Regions from separate parts of the Mus musculus genome. Here regions 1, 2 and 4 are each linked to region 3. The links are chromatin contacts, called in public HiChIP or PLAC-seq and promoter capture Hi-C maps. All regions are on one chromosome and are shown on one strand. The core of a region is the stretch at or near the end of the contact, and the rest is flanking DNA. Distances in the headings are between cores, read along the strand shown.

The links. Promoter capture Hi-C pulls out the DNA fragments that hold promoters and counts their contacts. HiChIP or PLAC-seq counts read pairs in DNA pulled down with a chosen protein or histone mark.
Region 1: a promoter capture Hi-C map of the C10 cell line shows a contact between it and region 3, with 6 times the contacts expected there. The contact joins the promoter of Macroh2a1 here to the promoter of Rmi1 in region 3. A contact is called at or near these places in 2 of 39 promoter capture datasets (the C10 cell line and pre-B cells).
Region 2: a contact with region 3 is called in a promoter capture Hi-C map of liver, with 5 times the contacts expected there. The contact joins the promoter of Tmed9 here to the promoter of Rmi1 in region 3. A contact is called at or near these places in 2 of 39 promoter capture datasets (liver and pre-B cells).
Region 4: an H3K27ac HiChIP or PLAC-seq map of extraembryonic endoderm stem cells shows a contact between it and region 3, with 9 times the contacts expected there. The contact joins the promoter of Txndc15 here to the promoter of Rmi1 in region 3. A contact is called at or near these places in 2 of 39 promoter capture datasets (liver and pre-B cells) and 1 of 115 datasets of contacts at active chromatin or transcription factors (extraembryonic endoderm stem cells).

The regions. Positions count from the first base shown.
Region 1 is chr13:56,131,750-56,137,730 of GRCm38.p6, reverse strand. Macroh2a1 (macroH2A.1 histone) reads left to right here and starts at 2,181. Exons shown (of 9, transcript NM_001159513.1): 1 at 2,181-2,385.
Region 2 is chr13:55,588,047-55,594,824 of GRCm38.p6, reverse strand. It overlaps Tmed9 (transmembrane p24 trafficking protein 9), which reads right to left and starts at 1,690. Exons shown (of 5, transcript NM_026211.3): 1 at 1,468-1,690; 2 at 1,224-1,324; 3 at 1-120. The coding sequence starts at 1,651.
Region 3 is chr13:58,399,693-58,406,180 of GRCm38.p6, reverse strand. It overlaps Rmi1 (RecQ mediated genome instability 1), which reads right to left and starts at 3,584. Exons shown (of 3, transcript NM_028904.3): 1 at 3,392-3,584. Hnrnpk (heterogeneous nuclear ribonucleoprotein K) reads left to right here and starts at 3,669. Exons shown (of 16, transcript NM_025279.3): 1 at 3,669-3,788; 2 at 5,764-5,848; 3 at 6,191-6,288. The coding sequence starts at 5,791.
Region 4 is chr13:55,713,383-55,719,435 of GRCm38.p6, reverse strand. It overlaps Txndc15 (thioredoxin domain containing 15), which reads right to left and starts at 4,786. Exons shown (of 5, transcript NM_175150.3): 1 at 4,592-4,786; 2 at 1,169-1,644. The coding sequence starts at 4,658.

The sequences.
Region 1 (5,981 bases), core at 932-3,431, 2.3 Mb after region 3:
TAGGGCGATGCTTCTGAACCTGAGGGTCATGACTCCCTTGGGAGTCAAATGACCCTTTCCCAGGGTTCACCTATCAGCCATCCTGAGTGTCAGATATTTGCACTATGACTCATAGCAGTAGAAAACTTGCAGTTGTGAAGTAGCAATGAGACTCATGTTATGGTTGGGAATGGGGGGGGGGTCACCACAACATGAGGAACCATATTAAAGGGTCACAGCATCAGGAAGCTCTAGGGGCTCACAGTTGAAAGAGTTTGCCTGGAGTCTCAAGGTTTTAGACTTGAAAGTTTGAACAACGTTGAAAATAACCAAGACCACTGAAACTCTTGAGATGATCCTGAGCCTTTAGGACCCACGAGCAGATATCATGGCTCGAAAATGAAATGCCCACCTTTACCTCAAGTTCACTGAAGACATGGTCTTTAGCTGGTTACACTACTTGAGGACATCTTGGAAACTTTAGGATGCGAGCCCTAGTGGGAGGAGTTAGGTTACAGAGGGTCCATCACTGGAGTATATATTGTCCTGACTCCCTCCCTTAGCTTCCTGTTTGCCATGAGGTGAGTAGCCTCTGTCACTCTGCCATTTTGATGCTCTGCTCTCCAATATGGCCTAGTCATTAGAGCCATGGACTATGGGTTAAAACCTGAAACTTAGTCAAAAATAAAAACATTTCTCTTTTAAATTGTTCCTTTAATTTGCTACAGTGACAAGAAGTCCAGCCATTTCCCCTCCATTTTCTGGACTTCATTTTCATACTCCAGCCCATAATAGTTTTGGAGTTTCATGTTTGGAGTACTCCTCCTCAGTACCCGTTCCATGGCTTGCTTGCTCCCTCTACTCCCTCAGGCCTTTCCAGAAATGTTTCTTTCTTACTGAAACTCGCTCTTTTTAAAAGGTTAGATGGACTTACTTTATTCTGTGTGTTTGAGTGTTTTGCCTACTTGTGTGTATGTGCACCCCGTGGTGCCTGATATTCATGGATGTCAGAAGAGTGCACTGGAGCCCCCCCCCCCCCCCCAGTGGAGTTATCAGGACCACACAAATGAATCCTGGGAACAGAATCCTGGCCCTCTGCAAGAGCACGAAGTGCTGTTATACACGGAGCCATCCATCTCTTCAGCCTCAAGACTACCAAATACACCCCTGCTTACCTTTCCTAGGATTTTTTTTTCCTACCTTGTTTCCTCTGAGAATTTATACTCTGTAATGTGTGATTCCTTTGTCTCTTGCCTTTCTTTTCCCACCAGACTGTAAGCTCCAGGAAAGCGGGATGGGGGTAGGGTGGAGTGGGGTGGGGTGGGAGTTGCCAGTTCTGTTCACCATTTCACAACTACACTCAAGTTTATGCATGGTGTGCAGAATGTCCCAGATATTTACTTGAAATAATGAATGCATGGGCCAGGGGCTTTAGACAATGCTTTTTGTGTCTATAAAATGCGCTAGGGTTGGAGAGATGGCCCAGCTGTTAAAGGGTCACAAACCAAAAACCTGCTAATATTCTAGTGTAGCCTGGGCCTGAAGGAGAGTCTTTAGTTTTGTGGATAGATGTTGCTGCCCTTTCTCTGGCTGACACCCACCCCACCACCTTAATATGTAATAAAAGTATCAACTGTTTAAATCAGTAAGTCTCCACTTGGAGCCAGTAGTCAACAAACGTTTGCTTGGTGGAGGTAGCTAACCGATTCCACGAGCAAAGCAAGACCAGACTTTGAGGCCAGCTCTGTAGAATCCCACTGATCAAGGGAGTTGAGCTACGGTAGCTGATCTTGGGGCACACAGCTGCCTTGTATTTAAAAAGTCAGGAGGCTGGATTGAGGCGCGGAGTTGGTGCTGACCGGGCAGAAGAAGATCCCTGGTCACAGCAATTGTTCTACCCTCCCTCTTTGTGGACGAGGCTACTGGGGACAAGGGGACACCAGACACACAGTAGGTGCTCACAGCAGACGCTTGCAGAGCCGCGCTACCTACAGGCACCTTTCTGAGGCCGGACCCCTGCAGCTCCCGCGCGCAGACCGATGCCTGGGGGCGGGGGGGGGGGGCGGCGCAGAGCACCAAGGCCTGGGTACAACCGAGGCTGGCGTCGTTGGCGTCCGCGGCCCGAGGCAGGCCGGGGTCAAGGCCGGGGCGCCGAGTGGCGCGGGGAGGGGTGGCCGGACGCGCGAGGCCGGGAAGGGATGTGACGAGCGGCGCGCTGTGCATTGTGGGAATCCCGGGGCCGCCGCGAGTGGTTCCAGTTCACTGGTTCCAGCGGAGCCGGGCGGAGGGCGCGAGCGCGGGACGCGCGGGCGGGAAGCGAGGAGGCGTGGGCGGCCAGGCAGGAGTGCGGAGCGGACCGGCGCAAGCGGCCGACCGGCCTCGGGCCCCTCACCGTGCAGCCGCCCGGTAAGTGCCGCGCGGGCCTCGGAGCCGCAGGCTGCCGGTCCGCCCCGTCTGGGCCCCGCGCGCCCGACTGCTGCCGCGCGCGGGGCACTGCCTGGCGCCCGGGAAGCTCCGGCGGTTACCCTCGGACCTCGGGCCGCCCGGAGTCCGCCAAGGCCCTGCCCGGGGCAGCGTGCGGGTCCGGATGGTTTTGTTCGGAAAGCAAACCCGGAAACCAACTTCGCTCGGAGACGCACCCCTACCCCCGCCGGGGCGCTTTGTGGGCAAGGGGCTGATCGGGTCTCCCCCTCTGCCCGGGAGGGAGAGCCAGGGATGGCGTGGGCCCGAGGGCACCGAGGCCCGGAGGCCGTGACCAGCCGTTCCGCCCGGGCCCGGAGCTGCTGTGCTCAGAGTTTACTTGCTCGTGCGCCGCCGGCCCGCGCGTGCCCTCCCGGGCACAATAAAGTGGGGCGCGAGCCACAGGCCGTTGTGAGGCCGGCTGGTGGGGCACCCGCCGCGAGGCCTGAGCAGGCGAGGCCTGGGGACCACTCGCGGACGGAATCCCAGGCCGGGGCGGGCTGGAGAGGAGCTATGGAAGCCCCGCGGCTCTCGCTCGCCTTTTGTTTGCTTTGTGCTGGGGAGGTGTTATTTTTAAGGTGACTCTGGAAGACTGGAGGCTCCCCGCGCGCAGAGGGACAGCTGAGAGTCTCTGGGGGTGGGGTGAGTAGAGATGGGAGGCGCGGGATGCTGCTGACGGTGTCACCTGACAACAGGTGTGCAAGATGCTGAGCCCAGCGCCCACTCCTGCAGAGACCACCGATATCTCACTGCTGGGCAGAAGATTGCTTGAAAGAGTCTTTGAAGAAATGCAGGGGAAAGTGTTTTCTAGGTTTGACGGTGTAACTTTTGAACAAGCAGTTGAGGCAGATCTCGTCTCCAACAATTACAATCATTATGAAGTCTTTGTAAGATTTTAACGATCTAATAAAACAGCTTAGAAGAATAGACAATTAGAGGGGTTCTCCTCTTCGGTTTCCCTCTTGCTGACACCTCTGTGGTTTGAGGTTTTACTGTTAAAAGAGAGGAAGTGTTTTGTTTGTAGACACTGCAGCATGGAGTCCCAGTTTTGAAAGTCTGTGCTGGAGTGGAAGACAAAAGTCCAAACCCAACTAAATTTCCTGTAGGTTCACCTTAAGGTGTGCAGTCAAAGTTGCGGTTAGTTCTGAAATGGACACCCTCATACTCGCTACTGGAGTTACTACAGCTTGTCCACAATTGACCAATTGAGCAACAGCAACTGGGCTTACACACAACCTCTGACTCGATCAACCTTTTCAACTTGTGGGGATTTTTTCCCCTTAAGGATGAGGAGTCTCCCGAGATTTTAAACTTTCCCTCTTTCTCATTTTGCTACGAGCTAGGTCATAGTTTTCACCAGGAAGGGAGAGCTCACACTGTATCACACTGAGATTGGTCTGGAAATTCACATATGATAACTTCCTTACTGGCTTACTTTCTACTACGTGGGCCAGCTTTAGGGAGTGGTACAGTTCAGTCTGCCATTTTCTCAGGTCCTAGAAAGCCATTTCTGCCTCCCCTAGGGACAAGCTTGGAGCTGATGGTGCCCCAAGTCGATGAAAGATTTATTTAAAGAGAGAAACTACTAATCTGTATGTGATGTTCAGAGGTTTGCAGTAGCCTTTGGCTTTTGATGGGCTTTTCAGAGCCCATTAATGAAATATGAAATGGGAAGGGGTGGGGCTGAGGTGGACCCTTACCTGTTAAACCCACCACCTTCGTTCTGTAGGCTTAGGGGCGGGGGCTCCTGCTACAGCTCCTGTAAGTGCAGCTAAGTGGGCCAACTCTTCATTCCAAAGAGTCCTATAACTTGCTTGCTGAGAGCAGCCCTGCCTGGTTGGTGTCTTACTAGTATGTCCCCAAAGGTGATTATGTCGGGGTTAGGAAATAATCATGAGCAAGAAATGCCAGGCCCTGCCCTGGAGAGCCGGCTGGACATCAGTAGAGGAGGGACAGTTGTGTAAGTGGGGTTGAGCTCCATCTGCCTTGGAAAGATCAAGGGGGGGAGTTTGCTGGCCAAAGCAGGACAGATGGGGGCACGTGACCGAGGCCGGAGAAACCACGTGTGCCAGTTGTAGAAGATAACCTGTGAGGGAAAGCTAGAGGCTCAGGGTAGCAGGGTCAGGCGAGGACAGGGGATACTCCACGGAATCCCATCAGAACCACAGCTGATCCTAAGAGCAGCCAGGAACCCCCAAAGGGATTTGAGCAAGAGAGGAGACAGAGAGCAGTGGTCAGGCCTACTCTCACTCTTAGTTGGGATCCCTGTGTAGCAAATACCTGGAAGCTTCCAAATACTTGGCCTGGCTCGGCTCTTGCTCTCTTAAGGTCACATATTCTTCTAATGGCTTTTTTAAAAAAAACTTTTTTTTGGAGCTGTCATAGCACAGTCTTTACCGGGGGTGTGGAGGGGGAGGAGATAGTGGCAAAGCTGCCTTTACAGTGCAGGACCCGTCCCTCCACAGAGCTCAGGAAGTACAGTGCAGTCGGGCCCCAGCTACAAGCTGTTTCCTGCTTGCGAGTGGTACTTGGGTTTGGGGTTTGCTTTTCCTCCACCACTAGAAGTGGGACATGAGCAGCGTCCGTCTGTGTGCCCCAATCTCTTCTGTGTGCAGCCCCTCCTTTGGTTGTAGACTGCTCACTCTGTGATTTAGTGTTTGATGGATGGGGAGAAATCCTTCCTGACCGACTAGAGTACAAGGACTGGTTCCTGTTCCGAGCCAGTCACAGTGCCTTGGCTTGTGCAGCATAGCCACATGCCCCTGGGGACATAAGAGCAGTGCCAGTGCTGATATTCTAGCAGGACAGAAGTAAATGGAGATTACTGCACACAGAATCACCATCCTCCCCTGCAGAACGGACTGCCTCTGCCTTGCCTTTACGGTCAGAGTAGACAAGGAAGGTGGCATGCACATGGATACAGACATTCATTCGGCTGCAGGGAATAGAGCAGGTGGGACTCACTGACAGTGTTTGGACACAGATGAGATTCCTCCACACATAGACAGGTTCTCTGATGCAACTCCCTAGTAGTCCTAACCAATATCTTCCTTTAGAATGGGTATGTATATATTTGTAGCTTAGATGATGAAGGCTTCAGAATTGATCATTCCCCTGGTTTGAGTGCCCTGACTGGTTCCATGTACAGCCTACAACCTGCAGGCTGTATGCATTCCAGGACACCTATGAAGGCAGCCCAGAACTTTTGTAGATGCTGGCTTCTCATTGTGCTGGTGAAAACATTGGTCACCCCTGAGAAAGGCTGTCTCTGCTCCAGCAACTGGGGCTCGCCAGTTTCCTCTGGCTGGAATTACTCAGTGCTGAGAGGGACAGTAAACAGGATCAAAGATGGCCACAGCCATAATCCTTTGTGTGACTTGTCTCTCAGCCATCAGGACCTTCTCTTCCTGGGAACTCCTAAGGTGGCACAAACTCCCTGACTTTTGATGGTCTCGGCTTTTACAGCAACTTGACAGATGGGTCTTCACAAATGGGTGTTAAGGAATAATCCCAGAGAAGGCTCCAGACCATACCCACCAGCC
Region 2 (6,778 bases), core at 441-2,940, 2.8 Mb after region 3:
CCCTCCGGCAAAGAGGGAGAACTTGGTGGAATTTGAGTGAAGACAGATCTGGTGCTCACCAGGGGTGTGGGAGGTGAAGGTGAACCTGCCCTCAGAGCCATACTGCCGGGCCAGGATGACCTATAGATAACAGGGAGGATTTCAGTCAGTGATGCTGCCAGGAGACTAGGAAAAAATGGGGATAAAAGCTCTGAGTACCACAAGAGTCTGCAAGGAGAGCCTTGGGCACGTCACAGCACTAAAGGACCCAAGGGTACTCAGCCACAGGCATAAAATGATCGCAACAATCTGGGGCAGGGTTGAAGGGTCTGACATCAGGCTGGCGAGTAACTGCTCCCCAGGCGGAGCTGGCCTGCCTCTACCTTCCAGGGGCAGCATGACCACCATGTTGCTGTTTTGTTTTGTTTTTAGTTTTTGGGGTTTTTTTTTGGTTTTTCGAGACAGGGTTTCTCTGTGTAGTCCTGGCTGTCCTGGAACTCACTTTGTAGACCAGGCTGGCCTCGAACTCAGAAATCCACCTGTCTCTGCCTCCCAAGTGCTGGGATTAAAGGCCACCACCGCCCGGCTGTTTGTTTGTTTTTATGCCTGTTAATTTTTTTAAGTATTTTTTTTTCTTTATTTGTGTGAATGTTAGCATTGGGTGTCCTGAAACTCACTCTGTTGACCAGGCTGGCCTGGAACTCAGAGAGATCCAACTGTCTCTGCCCTCCAAGTGCTGGGATTAAAGGCATGGGCCAGCTTTAAGAGCATTTGCCTGGCTGCAAATGCTCTTCCTTGATGCTCAGCCATCTCTCCAGGCGCTTGGATGAATGGTGATGTCAAAAATAACTTCCACAACTATTCTGATGGTTAGTGACAACAAAACTATTTTGCCTTTTGTCTTTAAAACATTATTTGTCAAAACTGAAAGGTGTTCTGTTTTGTGAAATTAAGGCCTAAACAACAACTTTAGCATTAGCAACTTTTTGGTATCCATCACTGACTGCAATTAATACACTTATCGCTAGAGTAAGTGAGCTTCCATTTCACAGGCTAGGGAAAGCAGCCGAATTGGGGGAGTCACTCAGAGGTCACTGAGAAGTTGTGAACTGAACCTGTCCAGAAACCGCGGCCCAAGTTCCTAGAGAAGATCCGGTATCTTCCCACAACACCAACTAAAATTCTCGATCGAACAGATAAGGAAACTAACAAAGAAGTACCGGAGCGGGTAAGGGCCAGCTTACCTTGTCCTCGGGGTCTTTTACCTCTACGAACATGCCAAGCCCAGGGGTGGCTGGCTGGTACTCCTCCCGCTGTTTGTCATACAGCTGCGTCCGGTAATTTCCTGGAGACAGGCGGAAAAAGGAAGATGAAATAAGCTCGAAGAGGTGCGGGGTTCGCGGCCAGGCTAGCTACCCGGAACAGGTCGCATCCCCCTCCGCCCCAGGACCACTGACTTGTCCCAAACGCTTCCCTGCGCCCCCGCACCGATGACCATGGTCTCGTCCGGAATCTCCTCAATGAAGCACTTCTTTTCTGTTTCTCCGATGTGGAAATACAGCGCGCTTCCGCGGGCTGCAAGCCACAGCAGTAGCAGGAAGGCCCGCATCCCTCTCCCCAGCAAGAGACCCGGTGAGCTTCCGACAACCCGCACGCCTCGCACCGCAGCCATCTTGCCCCACCTGCCTGCGCAGGCGCAGACTGCCGAGCCACGTAGCCCAGCGGAGGCCACCGCAGTGCCTGCCGGGACTGCGAGTTCCGCCGCATGGACTACAAGTCCCTAGATACACCACGCCTCCGCGCGGCAGTACCTGATTGGGGCTGGTTTCTGCAAGCTGAGGACTGGGGTCTCCAAAATGGAAGGATTTTCTTCGGTTTAGCCAAATAGCGAGATGACTGATAATAGTTGTCAGCCTGCGCAACATATAAGCGGAGGCAAGGTTCGAACCTGTTTCACCCAATAGTAATACAACTCTCCCTCTTGCCCATCCTCTCCCCATCCCTCTTTACTTTTATTTGATTTGACACAGGGTCTTGCTATGTTGCTTTGCCTCACTGGAATTTACAATGCAAACTCCCCCCGGCCTGAAATTTGTAGGGATCTTTCTGACTCTTAAGGTTGGGATATAAGGTGCACACAACACTATGTTCAGCCATCCTACTCTCGGTTACTATTTGCACTGTCTATTCTTTCCCACTCATATCATTACTTTATATTCCAAAATGAACCTCTTAGGGGCAACATGCAATTAGATCATGCCTTTTGAACGCCATCTTGCCAAGTTCTACCTTTTAATTGTAGGGTTTATGCCACTTACATTTAATTTAATCATTAATAAGATTTATAACTATCATTGTGTTGTTTATGTATGTCTTGTGTTTGTTGTTCACCAATACCTTTGTCTGTACTAAGTAGATACATTGTGGCATCTTTTTTTTTTTTTTTCTTGAGACAGTCTAACTATGTAGCCCTGCCTGGCTCTGACCTTGATAGGTAGACCATGTTGGTATCTCTCTAAACTCCACCCCCACAGTTCCTGGCAGAAGCCAAGTATGCTCCGCCCCACAGTTACCTGGCAACAGTCAGGTAGTCCTGGCTCTATAAAAGGGGCTGCTTGGCCCCTCCTCTCTCTCTTACTCTCTTACTCTCTTGCCTCTTTCCCTTTGCTCTTTATTCCCTTCCCCTCTCTCTTCACGTCGCCATGGCCAGCCCCTACTTCTTTACTCTCTCCTTCTCTCTGCCTCTGCTACTCTCTTAACTGCCTTCCCCATGCCCTAAATAAACTATTCTATACTATACCAGTGTGGTCTGGTCCCTCAGGGGGAAGGGATGCCTTGGCATGGGCCCACTAAGGCAACCTCTTCCCCCACACCCCGCCAGAACATATTCTTATAGCTCGCTCTCTTTTTATGATCACAACAGACCAGGCTGTCCTTCTTGATCTTATAGAGCTCTGTCTACCTCTGCCTCCCTAGTGCTGGGATTAAATTAATCTCTTCATGCTTGTAGGGTTGATAAAGGATACACATTCCTCTCTAGGCTTTGGATTGATAGAGATAAGGAAAGCCCACACAGGCAAGAAGAGGGAGTCCCACATTGTAGCTGAGACAAGAATGCATGGAACTTTTACTGAACAGGCTCATAGTGCAGAGAGATTCCAGAGATCAGGAGATCCAGAGGGCAGCACAGAAATGCTGATGAGGAGAAATTGCAGAATAGCTAGATCTCATCTCCCTTCCAGGCCTCTGGGGTATAGGAGGTCTCAATGAAGCACTTGTACAGATTGTAGAGCTCAAACAATTTCCTCTATAATCCATGAGAACCAGCAGCTACAGTGGCAGAAGTGGCCAGTCTGATCTGCCAACGTCATCCCCTATGCTTCCTGCCCTGTGGTCCCATCCATATCAGCTGCCTCTTTAGGGGCAGCAGTGTTAGTACTGCTTCTCATTGCACTTCAGAGATGCTTTCTCAGCCTCACCTTATATAACAACAACAACAACAAACTAAACAAGCAACCAAAAACAGAGTAAAGCAAAAGTTGTTCAGGTTTCTTGCTAATGTGGTAAATGCTTCAGCAGGGAAGAAGTTGTCCTATAGAGTCTGTGTGGCAACTCCCAAACAGGAATTAAAATGGTAGGAACAGGAACAAGTTTGTGGTCTGAACATGGAGGGCTCTAGCTTTGGAGTGGGGGAAAGGGCTTGTGCTAAAGAACTGTAGAAACAGGGCTGGAGAGATGGGTCAGCACTGGCTGCTCTTCCAGAGGGCCTGAGTTCAATTCCCAGAAACTACATGGTAGCTCACATCCATCTGTAATGGGATGCCCTCTTTTGGCACGCAGGTGTGCATGCAGATAGAGCACTCATTTAAAAAAGAAAGAAAGAAAGAAAGAAAGAAAGAAAGAAAGAAAGAAAGAAAGAAAGAAAGGAGTTAATTTTATATCCAGCTACTTCACCGAAGCTGTTTATCAGGTTTAGACGTTCTCTGGTGGAATTTTTAGGGTCACTTATATATACTATCATATCATCTGCAAAAAGTGTTATTTTGACTTCATCTTTTCCAATTTGTATCCCCTTGATCTCCTTTTGTTGTCAAATTGCTCTGGCAAGGACTTCAAGTACAATGTTGAATAGGTAGGGAGAAAGTGGGCAGCCTTGTCTAGTCCCTGATTTTAGTAGGATTGCTTCCAGCTTCTCACCATTTACTTTGATGTTGGCTACTGGTTTGCGGTAGATTGCTTTTATCATGTTTAGGTATGGGCCTTGAATTCCTGATCTTTCCAAGACTTTTATCATGAATGGGTGTTGGATCTTGTCGAATGCTTTTTCCGCATCTAGCGAGATGATTATGTGGTTTTTGTCTTTGAGTTTGTTTATATAATGGATTACGTTGATGGATTTCTGTATATTAAACCATCCCTGCATCCCTGGAATAAAACCTACTTGGTCAGGATGGATGATTGTTTTAACGTGTTCTTGGATTCAGTTAGTGAGAATTTTATTGAGTATTTTTGCATGAATATTCATAAGGGAAATTGGTCTGAAGTTCTCTATCTTTGTTGGATCTTTCTGTGGTTTAGGTATCAGAGTAACAAACAAGTCAATGACCTATCTCTACACAAAGATTAAACAGGCTGAGAAAGAAATTAGGGAAACAACACCCTTCTCAATAGTCACAAATAATATAAAATATTTTGGAGTGACTCTAAGGAAATGAAAGATCTGTATGATAAGAACTTCAAGTCTCTGAAGAAAGAAATTAAAGAAGACCTCAGAAGATGGAAAGATCTCCCATGCTCATGGATTGGCAGGATCAACATTGTAAAAATGGCTATCTTGCCAAAAGCAATCTACAGATTCAATGCAATCCCCATCAAAATTCCAACTCAATTCTTCAACGAACTAGAAAGAGCAATCTGCAAATTCATCTGGAATAACAAAAAACCTAGGATAGCAAAAACTCTTCTCAAGGATAAAAGAACCTCTGGTGGAATCACCATGCCTGACCTAAAGCTTTACTACAGAGCAATTGTGATTAAAAACTGCATGGTACTGGTATAGTGACAGACAAGTAGACCAATGGAATAGAATTGAAGACCCAAAAATGAACCCACACACCTGTGGTCACTTGATCTTCGACAAGGGAGCTAAAACCATCCAGTGGAAGAAAGACAGCATTTTCAACAAATGGTGCTGGCACAACTGGTGGTTTTCATGTGGAAGAATGTGAATCAATCCATTCCTATCTCCTTGTACTAAGGTCAAATCTAAGTGGATCAAGGAACTCCACATAAAACCAGAGACACTGAAACTTGTAGAGGAGAAAGTGGGGAAAAGTCTTGAAGATATGGGCACAGGGGAAAAAATCCTGAATAGAACAGCAATGGCTTGTGCCAGCCTGGTCTACAGAGTGAGTTCTAGGACAGCCAGGGTTACACAGAGAAACCCTGTCTCAAAAAACCAAAAAAATTTTATTATTGTTAATCATTAATATTATAAATATTATTAATTAATCATTAATAATTAATTAATGCTAAGTAGTGGAAGTGCACTCAGCAGGCAGAGACAAGTGGGTCTCTGAGTTTGAAGCTAGCCTAGTCTACAGAGTAAGTTCCAGGATAACTAGGGTGACACAGAGAACAAACTACACAAAACTTTAGTTACAACAAAACTAACTAAACAAAATAAGTGTACCATCGTCATAGCAGCTTTAAAATCGCCCCAAAGTTAAGCAATCTAAGTGCTCCCTGTAGTTGACATTGGAAATGTTGTTCATAAGCTTATTTGTTTGAACCCTTAGCCTCCACTTGGTGGCACAACCTGTAAAAGTTGTAGCACTTTGAGCACAGTGGCCTAACAGAAGTGGATCTCAAGGGCAGGCCTTGATGGTGATGCTTGTAGTCCTTGCTCTTGGTCACAGCCCAATTTCCATGCTCCCTGATCTGCTCATACTCCTGTGTCTTTACTTACAGCGGCCCCAGTTGCTGTAACGTCCTTGTCCTGATGAACCATGTTCTATGGACTGTGATCCAGTGCAAACCTCTCTTCCCTTAAGTTACTAGGTATTTGTTAGGCATTTGGCCACAGAGATGTAAAAGTCATTAAGCGTCCATCAAAGGAATGGCTAAAGGGGCTGAAGAGATGGCTCAGTGGTTAAGAGCATTTGTTGCTCTTACAGAGGACCCAAGTTCAATTCCAAGCAACTACATGGTGGTTCCCAACCAACTGTAAATTCAGTTCCAGGAGATCTAGTGTCTTCTTCTGACCTCTTCAGTCACCAGGCATGTATGTGGCACACATACACACATGCAAGAAAAATACCTAAACACCGAAGATAAGTCCAATGAACATTTTTAAAAAATTTTTATTTATATGAGTACACCATAGCTGTCTTCAGACATACCAGAGGAGGGCATTAGATCCCATTTCAGATGGTTGTGAGCCACCATGTGGTTCCTTGGAATTGAACTCAGGACCTCTAGAAGAGCAGCCAGTGCTCTTAACATCTGAGACATCTCTCCAGCCCCTCAAAGAAAAAAATTTTAAAGTGAATACCTAAACATAAGGTGGGTTCTACATACAATGAAATAGTATTCAGCTTTTAAATGGAAGAAAGATTTTTGGCACATGCTGCAGTGTGGATGAACCTTGAGGACAATGTTGAGTAAAAGAAAACAATATAAAAAGACATATACTACATGCACATGCATAGACATGGACATATACTGTATGCATAGACATACTACATGCATAGACATAGACATACTATATTCATATGCATGGGTATATGCATAGGCATAT
Region 3 (6,488 bases), core at 2,335-4,834:
ATTTATATATTTGAGGGGGTTTGAATGTTATCAAGCAAAAACATACATTATGTCTATGAAATAGAAGGCTGTGTAGTCTTCAGATTTTTAAACATGTTTAAGTGTGTGGGGTGGTATAAGGTATATGTGGGGAGGTGGAGGCATGTGCACAAGTGCAGATGCTCAAGGAGGTGGGGGTCAGGTCCCTTGGAGTTGGATATTACACACTGCTGGGAGTTACTCCAATCCTCTGGAAGAGCAGTTAAGTTCTTAGACCAGGAACCATCCCTCTAGACCTTCAAGTTTTGTTTTGTTTTGTTTTGTTGAGACAGGGCCTCTCCTTTTATGCGACTTTGGACCTCTCTATGCAGACCAGACTGGTCTCCACTGAGATCTATTCGAACCTGCCTCCCAAGTTCTGGGATTAAAGGAATATACCATCACACCCAGCTCTAACATTTTTTAGGGACTATTTAATGACGTGAAAAATATATTCGTATTTCCTTAGCATAATAGCAACATATAAAGTTACAAAACTTAATCCTCACCACTTTTATAGTAAGAAAAAATACTTTTATTAACCTTTGTACCTGATATTTGGCTACTAATACATATTTACATTCTAAAAACTACTAAGACTTAAACAGAACCAAGTAGGAAAATTCTGCTAATTACCACTAAGGTTTAGGCATACTTGGCTCAATGATTAATTTTTAATCAGATTCAGATTTTTTTAATAGAACACCATTCCTAGATATTGTATGTGGCATTCAATCAATAGCTGAGATCTTAAATCAGTAACAAAGATTTATATCCATTTTATGTTTCTATTATTTTCCTTTAAAAAATAAGTTGGGCTAAGAAAGATGGCTTAGCAGGTAAAGGTACCTGCCACTAAATGTAACGATGAGTCTACTCCTATGGTCCAATAGGGTAGAAGAGAACTCTGCACAGGGTTGTCCCACAGGGTTATCCCCTGGCTCCCACTTAGTCACACTACAAAATGTTTAAATAAATAAATAAATAAATAAGCACTTACTTCTAACACCATTTTAACTTGTTAAAGACACTAAGATGACTTTAGAGTTCTGGGAAGGTAATAGACCTTACCTTTTATAGGGATAAAACCGTTATATTACTGTTGACATAAGAAGTAGCCACAAAGCTTGGCTGGTGGCACATGCCTTTATTCCCAGCACTCAGAAGGCAGAGGCAAGCAAATCTCAGGGTTTGAGGACTGCCTGGGTCTACAGAAGAAGTTCCAGCCAGGGGTACACTGAGAAACCCTTATCTTGAGGAAAAAATAAATAAAAATAAAACTAGAGAGAAAATCCCACTTAGGAGTCTCTAACCCAGCTCTGTTCTGTCATCTTGAATATGGTTTCTATCCTCAATACTTTTTAAAACTTTTTTTCATTATATACACATGTGTGGAGGTTAGAGGTCAAGAGAGTAAGGTCTGGTCTTCCCCCATCCTGGAGATGAAATTTACCTTGGCAGCCAACACCTTCACCCACTGCTCCATCTCACCTGTCTGCCCTCTTACCTTAGTTTTGTTTGTTTCTTGAGACAGTTTGACTATGTAGCTCTGGCTGACCTAGAACTCACAGATTCACATCTCTGCTTCCCAGCTGCTATGATCAAAGGCATGAACCATCATAGTTTATTCTACTTTTCAAAAAACTCCCTCACACATAAAACAAAACCCACAATGTATTCAAAGTACTGTAATAAGCATTGAATTGTCAGCACAAAGTGGCAAACAGGACAGAACTCGGGGTATGGTGCCTACAGTATTTCAAATATTTTCTCAGCCAGCTACTGAACTGTTGAAATTATATTAAATCTCACAGCTAAGTCATACTGAATCCAAATTGATACTAAAGCATTAGGTTAATGGTTACCCAGGAGCCACTAAAGGAAACAAAGTGGCATGGGCTTTGTTGTGACACCCAAATCCAGGGCCTCCGCACTCAGTGTGCTACACCACTGAGCTACAGTCTGAGGTTTTAATAAGGAATTGAAAACCTCCAACTCTAAATAGAAAATGAAGGACGGACAAAAGACACTTTGATTACTCAAAGAGAAAACCTAAAAAAGTGAGAGAAGAAAACAAACAGGTATAACTGGGGGGTGGGGGTGGGCGCAAGAACAATCCTGCCATGAAATCTTGAGGAAGCAACTTCTCACTAGAGACTAGTCAAGACAATTTCTGTAGTTTCCTTTAGATTCCCACTTCTCATTTACAAAAAAAGTTGTTAGCGGGGTGGTGGAGGCGGCTATGCAGGCAATAATCTCAGCACTCGGGAGGCAGAGACAGGGGGATCTCTGAGTTCCAGACCAGCCAGGGTTACACGGAGAAACCTTGCCTCGGAAAAAAAAAATGTTGTACTAGAAATACTAACTTGCCGGGCAGTGGTGGCACACGCTTTTACTCCCAGCACTTGGGAGGCAGAGGCATTGGATTTCTGAGTTCGAGGCCAGCCTGGTCTACAGAGTTCCAGGACAGCCAAGACTACACAGAGAAACCCTGTCTCGGAAAAAAAAAAAAAAAAAAGAAAAAGAAAAAAAGAAATACTAACTTTAGCTGGCCATGGTTACGCTTGCCTTTAATCCCTGCTTTGGGAGGACGAGGCAGGTGGATCTCTTGAGAGACCCTCCGGGTCAAAAACCACCATATGAAAAATCTTGAGCCAGGAGTGGGGGCACACGCTTTTAATGCCAGCGTTTGAGAGGCAGCGGCAGGAGATCTACAGGATCCCACGACAGCCAGGGCTACACTAGGCTGTCTCAGAACGAGAGCCCCCTCACCAGATCCTCAAGCCCCAGTCTCTTCTGTCAGTTAGGTAAAGGATGGCTCGACCGCTCTGTAACGGAGCGATTTACAGGGTGCTGGCCGGTGTGCACATTTTGGGATTATTCGAGGGAAAGGTAGGACAGGGTGCGCTCGCACACACGCCTCGCTAACTGGAGGTCACCCCTACAGGCTGACATCCGGACATCAGCCAGAGTCTGGGGACCGTGGAGCTCTGCTGTGAGGATGAGGAGCGAGGCGAGCACCCGCAGTGACCCTCCCTTCCCCTGGTGGGGCAGCCATGGCGGGGCAGTGTGCCTGCGAGCTTTCTCAGGGAGGGTCCCAGGGAGCGCTGCAGCACGGACGCGCGGGCATTCCCTACGCGGCGTTCCCGGGGGGTCTGCATCGCACCGGCCCAACACGGAAGTAAGCCCCGGGCTCCCTGGGAGCGGGCGCCGCTTCCAGCCCTCCCCCGCCCTCCCCGCCGGGGGAGCCGTTAGCACAGCGGGTTTCCCGGGCGCCGCGGAGGGGGCGCAGAGCCCGCAGCGCCGGGGAGGGAGGGGGCGAGCGAGACGCGACAACGGGTAGCTGCGGAACCCGGGCGGAGCACCGACCGACCTGGCCTTCCCGCCTCGCCTCGCCTCGCCTCGCACCGCAGCGTGATCCCAGGGCCGCGCGCCGCTCTCCCTCTCCCGTTCCCAGCTGGGTTCTCTTTTCCCTCTTTCACTTCTTCCCGCCCAATCGGGCGCTCACGGGGCGACCGTCCCTCCTCCAATCGCGCCAAACTCCCTCGGGGCTCGAAAATCCCCCCGCAGTCGCCCCTCCCGGCACACGTGAGCAGCGCCGCTGAAGTCTCGCGAGAGGTCTGTCACTACTCCCCTCCCCCTCACCACAGAGTGCGCGAACGAGAAAGGAGGAGGGCGCTACAGGCGACAGCGCTGCAGACGCCATTATCCTCTGCTTCTCCGCTGCACGGACGTCGCCGTCGTGCTCGTCTCCCACTCGATTGCGGCCTGTAGGTATCTGGGTGGGCTAGGGCTTCGGGGTAGCGAGTCCCCGGAGCGGGTTGGCGCCCCGGGATGGCGGCTTGGGCTATCCCCATGCCCGAGTTTTCTCAGGCCCGCGGCCTTCCAGCCCAAAGGGAGTCGCCGGCGGAAGGCGGGGTTCTCGGCGCCGTAATTGACGCGGCCACGGGCCAATCGCTTCGCGCTCGCACCACCGCCGAAGCCTGGGCAGCCAATGGGGCGCGACGCTGAAGTGGGAGGGGGTTTGTCCTCGTTCTCTGTCTAGCAGTGACCGACCGTCGGAGGCGGCGCGGCCGGGAGGCAACGGCGGACTCGCGCGGTGAGCGGGACGGGCGGGTCGCGCTGGCTGGAGCGGGGTCGGACGCCGTAGTCGGCTGTCCGGGGTGGCGTTCGGGGCGGCCGTGGCCCGCCGGGGAACGTTGCCCGGGTTCCCCTCCCCCCACCGCCGCCATTTCCCCGAGCGTGCCCCTGCGGTTGGCGTGCCGGCGCTAGGTGGCTTGAGGGACCCGGGAAGGAGAGGCCTGTGGGTTTGCGACGCGGGCGCCCCGTGTGGAGGGAGCGCCGGGCCGTCCGGTGGACTCGCGGGTGTGGTGTGTGTGTGTGCGCCCCGGCCGCCCTTTGTCCCTCCACGGCGTGGGCCTCCCTCCTCACCCCACCTCCGGGGTGGGGGGTGCTGCGCGGCGGGGCCGATGGGGCGGCCGCGGCGGCTTTGTCTCGGGTGGTGGGGGAGGTGCGGGGGACGGGCGCTCGCGAGCCCGCGTGCTGGGTGGGGGAGGGGGGTCTCGCGCGACTCCGCCTAGTCGCACGTAGTCGCCATTACGCGGGCCGCCATTTCCTGTCGGATCCGGGTGAGGAGAGGCTCGCCGCTCGGCGACGGTCGCTGGCCGCTGCTTCCAGGCCCGGCCCGTGGGCGGGAGGCGAGCGCGCGCGGTCGGTCTCGCTCGGCGGACCTGTTAACACCAGCGCGCTGTGGGAACAGCGGCCGCGGGACGAGAGGGCTGGCTGGGCCTGTTTGTGTGCGTAGACCCGGCTGATTTGCCTGAATCCATTTACCCCCGCGGCCGGGGGTTTAGCGGAGTGGCCGGCCGATCTCTGCATTTAAAGTGGTCCCCAGAGGGATCGTCATTTGCTGCCGGCGTTTTGGAATAGGAGAAGGCATGAGGGTGATGCCTCGACTTTAAGATCCTGTGTTGGTCCTTGGCTTTGGTAGGACTACGAGTTAACTGGACCAGTTGTGATGGTTTGGTTGCAGTCTTGGAGAGTTGGGTTAGAGGTAAAATTGTTGGGAAATAGCCTTTTTTACGTTGCCTAAAATAATGGTGTTGGTGATTAAAGATTCCGTGGCTTTGCTGAATAATGGTGGTCGTTTCCATCTGGTTCTTTAGATTTCTGTGTCTGAAAGTTCAATGTACCTTGTATTTGCCGCTAAGTTTTTTAAAGTTGGCAGATTTCATTGATTAGTGTTGTCAGTCACGACCAAAGGCGGGGAAAAAATTACTACTAGCCCTACTATAACACTAGTTTTGTGATAAGACGTGGTCTTTTCAAGAATTAGTCTCGTGAACAAAATTATATGTCGACTAGTTTTTCCGTTGTAATGAAATGAAGCAAGTTGCTGAGGACGGAATTACTGGTCCCCCACACCCCTTGCGGGGGGGGGGGGCGCAAGGCTCTGGTGGTGGAGGTGGTTAGGGTGTGCTTCATTGAGACAATCTAGTCTAAAAGAAGTCCATTATGCCTGTCTCTCCTCAATTATAGTTTTTAAAAACAGTTCACTTTTAGGAATATTTTAGTTTCCTCGAATCAGACCTTGTTTTTATATACTACTGTAGCACTAGGATGTCACTTGTGTGTGCTGGAAGCAGAATCCTTTTTTTTTTTTTTTTTTTTTGGAAGATTTTAAGCAAAAGAGTGTTTGCTTTCTGATAAGCCAATGTACTAGCTAGCTTCTTTATTTTTCAACAGATTGGTGGATCCATTTAATTCAAGAAAATGGAGACCGAACAGCCAGAAGAAACCTTCCCCAACACCGAAACCAATGGTGAATTTGGTGAGAAGATACTTTAATTATAACCAATTAGTATTTTCTGTTCTGTTACTTTAATTACCATAAATGTTTTTGATATGTTCTGTTTACCTCTTATATAGTTTCATTTTTTTGTAGTCTTGAGTTTGTCTGTTGGTTTTTATGAAAAGAAGTAACCTTTTCTTGCACAGGTTAAAAAGCAGTACAGTTTTTCCAACCAACATTTTAATCCTTTGAAATACTTATTAAAATAAGGCCTTTGATATTAGGGATATTAGGGAGACAAAGGCAGGGACTTAAAAAGTGGCTTCAATTACCCTTTCTTGGGGGATGTTTCTAATTGAAAATTTAAACTTTAATTTCTAGGTAAACGCCCTGCAGAAGATATGGAAGAGGAGCAAGCCTTTAAAAGATCTAGAAATACTGATGAGATGGTTGAATTGCGCATTTTGCTTCAGAGCAAGGTATAAGCTCTTTAAAATTTGGAGGTTGGTTAGTAGTTAAATATAAATGGATGCTTTTTCACTTTGAACTCTGCTTTGGCTCTGGAAACCTTTCAGAATTTTATAACACGTTGAATAAAAGGTTTTTAAAGGGTTCATTTGTTTTGAGACCCCTCACAGGTGAGGCGGGCCTTGAGCTCTTGATCCTCTGTCTTTGATTA
Region 4 (6,053 bases), core at 3,537-6,036, 2.7 Mb after region 3:
CACTGTAATATTCCAGCGTAAATATCAAACTGCAGTTTCAGACATTCGGATTTTCTTTTCTTTAAAAAAAATCATTTATTTTTATTATTTTTTTAATCATGTGTGTGTACCTGAGCGAAGGCACTAGAGGAGGCCAGAGAGGACATTGGATCCCCTGGAGCTAGAATTCCATGTGATTGTGCACCATCCAAAGTGGGTGCTGGGAATTGAACTTGGGTCCTCTGGACGAGCAGAGCTCCCTTAGCTGTTTAGCCAGCTCTCTAGCCCCTCGTTCAGACTTCTTTAAAAACTTGGGTTTTTTGGTGGTGCTGGGGATTGAACCCAGGGCCTTACACAAGCGAGGCAAGTGCTCTATCCCCGAGCTAGTCTCAGCTCCAGAAAAGGAAACTGCTGTGATTCTGATCGCAAGTGCCTGGGTGTCCGTCCAGTAGGACGTTTTCCATGGCCTTGTTAGTGGGAGTAGTCTAGGAATGACTGGCTTTTGGTCACCTAAACATCATCTTTTCTTTTAAGACAGCAGGGCTGCAATACAAATCCCCAGCACCTCATAATATTAAGCGTGGTAGTGCAGACCTAAGACCCCAGCACTCCACAGGCTGAGGCAGAAGAATCAACATCTAAAGTCATAGGTTGGGCTGGAGAGATAGCTCAGTGGGTAAGAGCACTGGCTGCTCTTCCAGAGGTCCTGAGTTCAAATCCCAGCAACCACATGGTGGCTCACAACCATCTGTAATGGGATCTGACAGCCTCTTCTGGTGTGTCTGAAGACAGCTACAGTATACATACATACATACATACATACATACATACATACATACATAAAAAATCTATAAAAAAAAATAAAAATAAAGCCATAGGTCATCTTTTGCTACACAGCAATTGAAGGCCAACCTAGGATACCTAAGACCTGTCCAAACAGAGTGGCAGCTGGCTGCACTGTGGCAGTCATCCGACACCATCCTCACGGAGTAACAGGGAAGAGGCTGAGCAGAAAGGATGCTGAGGCAGCATGCTCTGGTCACGCCCAGGGGTTGGAGACCAACCTGGACAACATCCATCCGAAAGCTGATGAGTATTAGATTATAAGGTGAGCTTAAAAAGAAAGACAGAGACATAGAGACAGATGTAGAGACACAGAGACAGACAGACATTAACACGTGCTTCCTACCTGGGACATATTTAAAATCTTCAGAGTGAAGTTTTCTAGCCCAGTCACATTCCTCTCCTCACAATTCACCTTGGGGGACTTGAGGCTGTCAGTGCTGTTGGCATCCTCGGTGGCTACAGGCTCGGCCTCAGTCACGCCAGGCTCAGCATAGTACTCCTCTTCCCGATCCTGGAAGCCGCCTGCCCCCTGCAGCCCGAAGAGGTTCTCTCGGCCACAGCTCGGGTCCTCCTCTCCCTGCGCACTGCAGGTGCCATCGTGGGCCTCGGGGCTCCGTTGGTCCTCAGCTGCCCCAGGGACCACTGACAGCACCACCATGGGATCTCCGCGCGGACCCAGAGAGGCCTCCATGGGTTCCGCCGCTCTTGCCTGGTCCCGATGGTCCTGAGCAACCTCCTCTTCATGCAGATACACAGCTCCTACCTGGAGAGCAGGGACAGGCCGCTCCTCCCGCCAGGGGTGACCACTGTCCTCTGCAACTAAAGCAGGGCAGCATACTGTCACATCTGACTTGAAAGCAAATGAACCCCAAAAACTTACAATTGTCTTCCAAAATGAGACTCACCCGGATGGTGAAAATTTTCCATTTTACTATAAGAGAGCCACTACCATCTCCAGTTCTGGAGACCACAAGCAAAGATGCTGTAAAAAAGATGCCAGGAGCCGGGCAGTGGTGGCAGACACCTTTAATCCCAGCACTTGAGAGGCAGAGGCAGGTGGATTTCTGAGTTCGAGGCCAGCCTGGTCTACCAAATGAATGAGACTCTGACTATGGTTATTTTATTTGGCTTTGACAATTACTGGGGGTGGGGGGTAAACCCTAATCTACTCTCCTAACTAAGCTGGCACTCCAGATCCGTAGTTTCTCCTGGGCACCCGCTCTTAGTCCATCTCCCTTCAGACCTGCTCAGACCTGATCTTGCTTCTCCCCAGTTTAAAACTCTTTGAGCGGCATCCCCTGCCCTGTGTGATTGCCTGGTCCCTGATCACTCCCACTGTCCCCCATTCTGCCTTGGACCGTTCCTGAGAATGGTTTCTCAGCTAAGAAAGTCCTCTGCACCACCTCTCCATCTCCAGGCAAATCCAGGATCCTTCAGATGGAAGCACTAACTTTCACTTCCACAAGGACATCCATCCTACCCTTTACAGCAGGGTAAGCAGTCTCCAGATGGCACCCAACAATGCTCTGGGCTTCCCTTGATGTATCCCCCCTTAGAATTCACTTAATAATTTGTATCCATTTGATACCTGCCTTGCTCTCCACATTGGAAGGCAGGCCCTCCACTTTGTCTAACCCTCCTATGCATACTGGGGCCCAGCAGTCCAATGCACAGAATTCATGGAAAGACTCAGTGAACTGAGCGTGGTAGATCACTCCTAAAATCCCAGTTACAGGGAACCTGTGGTAGGGGGATTTCTGTGACTTCAAACTAGAATGAGCTACATTGTGACACATGCCCCCAAGAAAGTAACAAAATAGCAATCCACTGACAGACTCCCTAGTAAAGATGACTACAGGATCTTGGAACTCAAGGGCAGTTGTTCACTCTCATTCCTAGGTCCCTGGGCAGCACCCCTAAAACCAGATGCTAGTCCCTCAATAGTAGCTGGGGGTGTGAGGGAGGGGGAAGCCTTGTATTTTCAGCCACTCTGAGGAGGAACCAGCTGTGAAGGTTCCTTTATGCCCAGGCTATAGCCTAACCACGTGACCAATACCCTAGTCAGTCTGTGGTATCTTCAGGGTCTGTACGAATGTGTGAAGGAATAGTGCATTTTGCAAGGAGTTCACAATGACTACTAACTCTGGGAAATCTGAGTATTTAGTGAGGAACTATTAATGTATGCACTGAATGTAGAGAAACTAAAAACCTAATATTGTTCTGTTTCTTTTGTCTGCTACAGGCTTTGAACTCCCCAGCCTTCTGCCTCCACCTACGCTGGGGTAAGATCACAGGCCTGTGCCACCACATCTGGTGGCAGCTGCTGAACCCGTCTAGAACCTTCAGACAGCTAGCACAGGCCAAAGGGAGCAGTTTCCCAGCCTTGCTGCTTTCTGGTCAGGAACACCACAGGCCTGTAATAAACACTGATGGAGGGTGCCGAGACTTATTACAACACTCTGACCCCATTCTCTGCTTGTTCCAGTGCCTTCTTTTTGAGAAAGAAGTCTAGAGAGCCAACTATTCCATATATCATCTTTTTTTTTTTTTTTTTTTTTTTTTTGGTTTTTCGAGACAGGGTTTCTCTGTACAGCCCCGGCTGTCCTGGAACTCACTTTGTAGACCAGGCTGGCCTCGAACTCAGAAATCCGACTGCCTCTGCCTCCCAAATGCTGGGATTAAAGGTGTGCACCACCACTGCCCCACTTACATCTTCATTTTAAAGGCTAGTGATTAAATAGATTGAAAATTTCAATTTTTGGCTGTGAGATCTGACAGACACTGGCTTCCATCTCAGGCCCTCATCTATGGCTGCATAATATTGAAAGAGGATTTAGGTCCTGAGTCTCAGTTCCAGGTTGGGCATCCCTAAATGGAAACAGCCCTAGGCAGGCAGGAGGATTGGGGGGAGGGGGGGTCGGTCTGAGCTGTCTCAAAACAAAGGACAATAGCAACAAAAAATGTTTGATGTAAATCAGGCAGTGGTGGAATTTAATCCCAGCACTCGGGAGGCAGAGACAAGCAGATCTCTTGATCTCTGGCCTACAGAGTAATTTCTAGGACAGCCAGGTTCCAGAGAGAAACATTGTCTCAAAAAAATACTAACTAATCAACTAAAAATAAATAAATGAATCCAAAAGAAAAGAAAGAAAGAAATGGTCTTTTAATAGGAGTGGATAAAAGAGCCATGAACTAAGAAGGCCTCTCTCTGCTCCCCACTCTAGCACAGAGTGGCTCCTTTACCCACTTAAAGGGGTCCCCACATAAACACGGGCCCCAGGAATCTGATGTTGGTTTTTGGTGTTTTCTTCAGACAGATCCCAACTAATCTAGAGTGGCCACTTTCAAACAGTGGCCCAGCAAGAGCGAACTCCAGCGTGAACTTTGAAGTCGGAGAGACCTCAGGCTCTGATATTACTACTAAGTGCGAACAGGCAAATAGCTTATTCCCTCCGAGCCTCCTCGTCTCCAGCCTGTGAAATGAAGGTATTAACGGAAGCAGTCTCCCGCGGCGGCTGGAAGGACTGGAGGAGATCTGAGCTCTGGGATTCTAATCAGGACACAACAAAAGTCAGGTGTCTGCGTTTGACGGCTGATCATAAAGTGCGCATCGCAGAGGGTATCGGGCCAGGCCCGCCGAGGGGCCTGGGCAGGCTCGGCCTCCGCCGCCCAGCACCCCCACCGCCACGCACCGTCCCGCACCGCCCGCGGGTGGCAGCGCGTCGCCCCACGCAGCCGCCTTCGCCGGACCCCGATCCGCACTCACCCTCCAGGCCGTGGGCCGGAAGGCCCAGCACCCACAGCAGGACTTGCCACCAGCAGAGGAGTTGCATGGCGCGCGACAGGGAGCCGCGGCGACAGCCACCGCGGTGGAAGAAAATCGGCGCACCGGCAACCGGAGTCGCACCCCCCGCCCCAGGGAGACTACGGGGAGGAGAGCCCAGAGCGCAGGCGTGGCCGCGGGCCGCCATCTTGACTCCTGGCCGACGCTGCAGACGCCATCTTGGAGTCGGGCGGTCGGCCTCTAGCCAGGCCTGTGCGACCTGTACTGGAAGCCGCTTTTGGGGAACAAGTATCAAAGTAGGATTCGAGCAGCCATCAATAGCCATTCCCATGAGAACTCCTCGCTGCTTGCGACACGTACTGAACCTGTGTGCGGAGTTAATACCTTTCATTTCAAGAGACAAAAAGGCCAAGAAACTTGTGCACAATGGAGGAGGGACAGAACCTTGGGAAATCACAGATAGTCTGATGTATTACTTCAGCATGTTGCACTAGCTTGTGTTGCCAGACAGAGGATAGATCCAGTTAAATTTGAACTTCGCGGGCTGGTGAGATGGCTCAGTGGGTAAGAGCACCCGACTGCTCTTCCGAAGGTCCGAAGACTGAAGTTTTAAAAAAAAAAAAAAAATTTGAACTTCGCATAACTGCTGTATGTGTGTATGTAACTGTCTATCCTATAATTTGCTACTTCTGGCAAATTGGTTGGTTGGTTTTAACACTGGGACTCCTAAGATAATGACACTTAGGGGGGCTGGAGAGATGGCTCAGCAGTTAAGAGCAATGACTGCTCTTCAAGAGGTCCTGAATTCAAATCCCAGCAACCACATGGTGGCTCACAACCATCCATAATGAGATCTGATGCCCTCTTCTGGCAGGAGAATTACTGTGGGTTCCAAGCCAGTCTGGGCTACATCATGAATTCCAGAACTGGCCTGGGCTTCAGAATGAGACCTTGTCTCAAAAATGAGAGGTGGGAAAAGGAAGGAGAAAAGAGTGGAGGGGAAGGGAGTTGAAGAGATGAGAGCAGAAAGGGGGAGGGGAGAGGGGAAGATAACTTTGAGATTAAGAGTACATACTGCTCTCGAAGAAGGCCAAGGGTTATGAACCAAAGGTCTTGGCAATCTGAGTCAAGACGCTGTAATACTTAGTAACTTAGTAGCTGGGTACTAGTCCACTGTCACTCAAACTCCAAAGCATGTGCCTCTAACCTGAGTACTTAAGTCCTGTAAGTGTCTGGCATTTAAAGCTCAGAGCCTGAGCCTGGAGGAGTGACTCACTCATTAAGAACACAGGACCAGGGTTTGATCTCCAGCACCCACATGGCAGCTCACAGCCTTCTTCACCTCCAGCTCCTAGGATCCAGTACTGCCTCCATCAGTACCATACTGTGCACACATATATACAAGCAAGCAAAGCACCCAGAAACATAAAATGTAAATAATTTT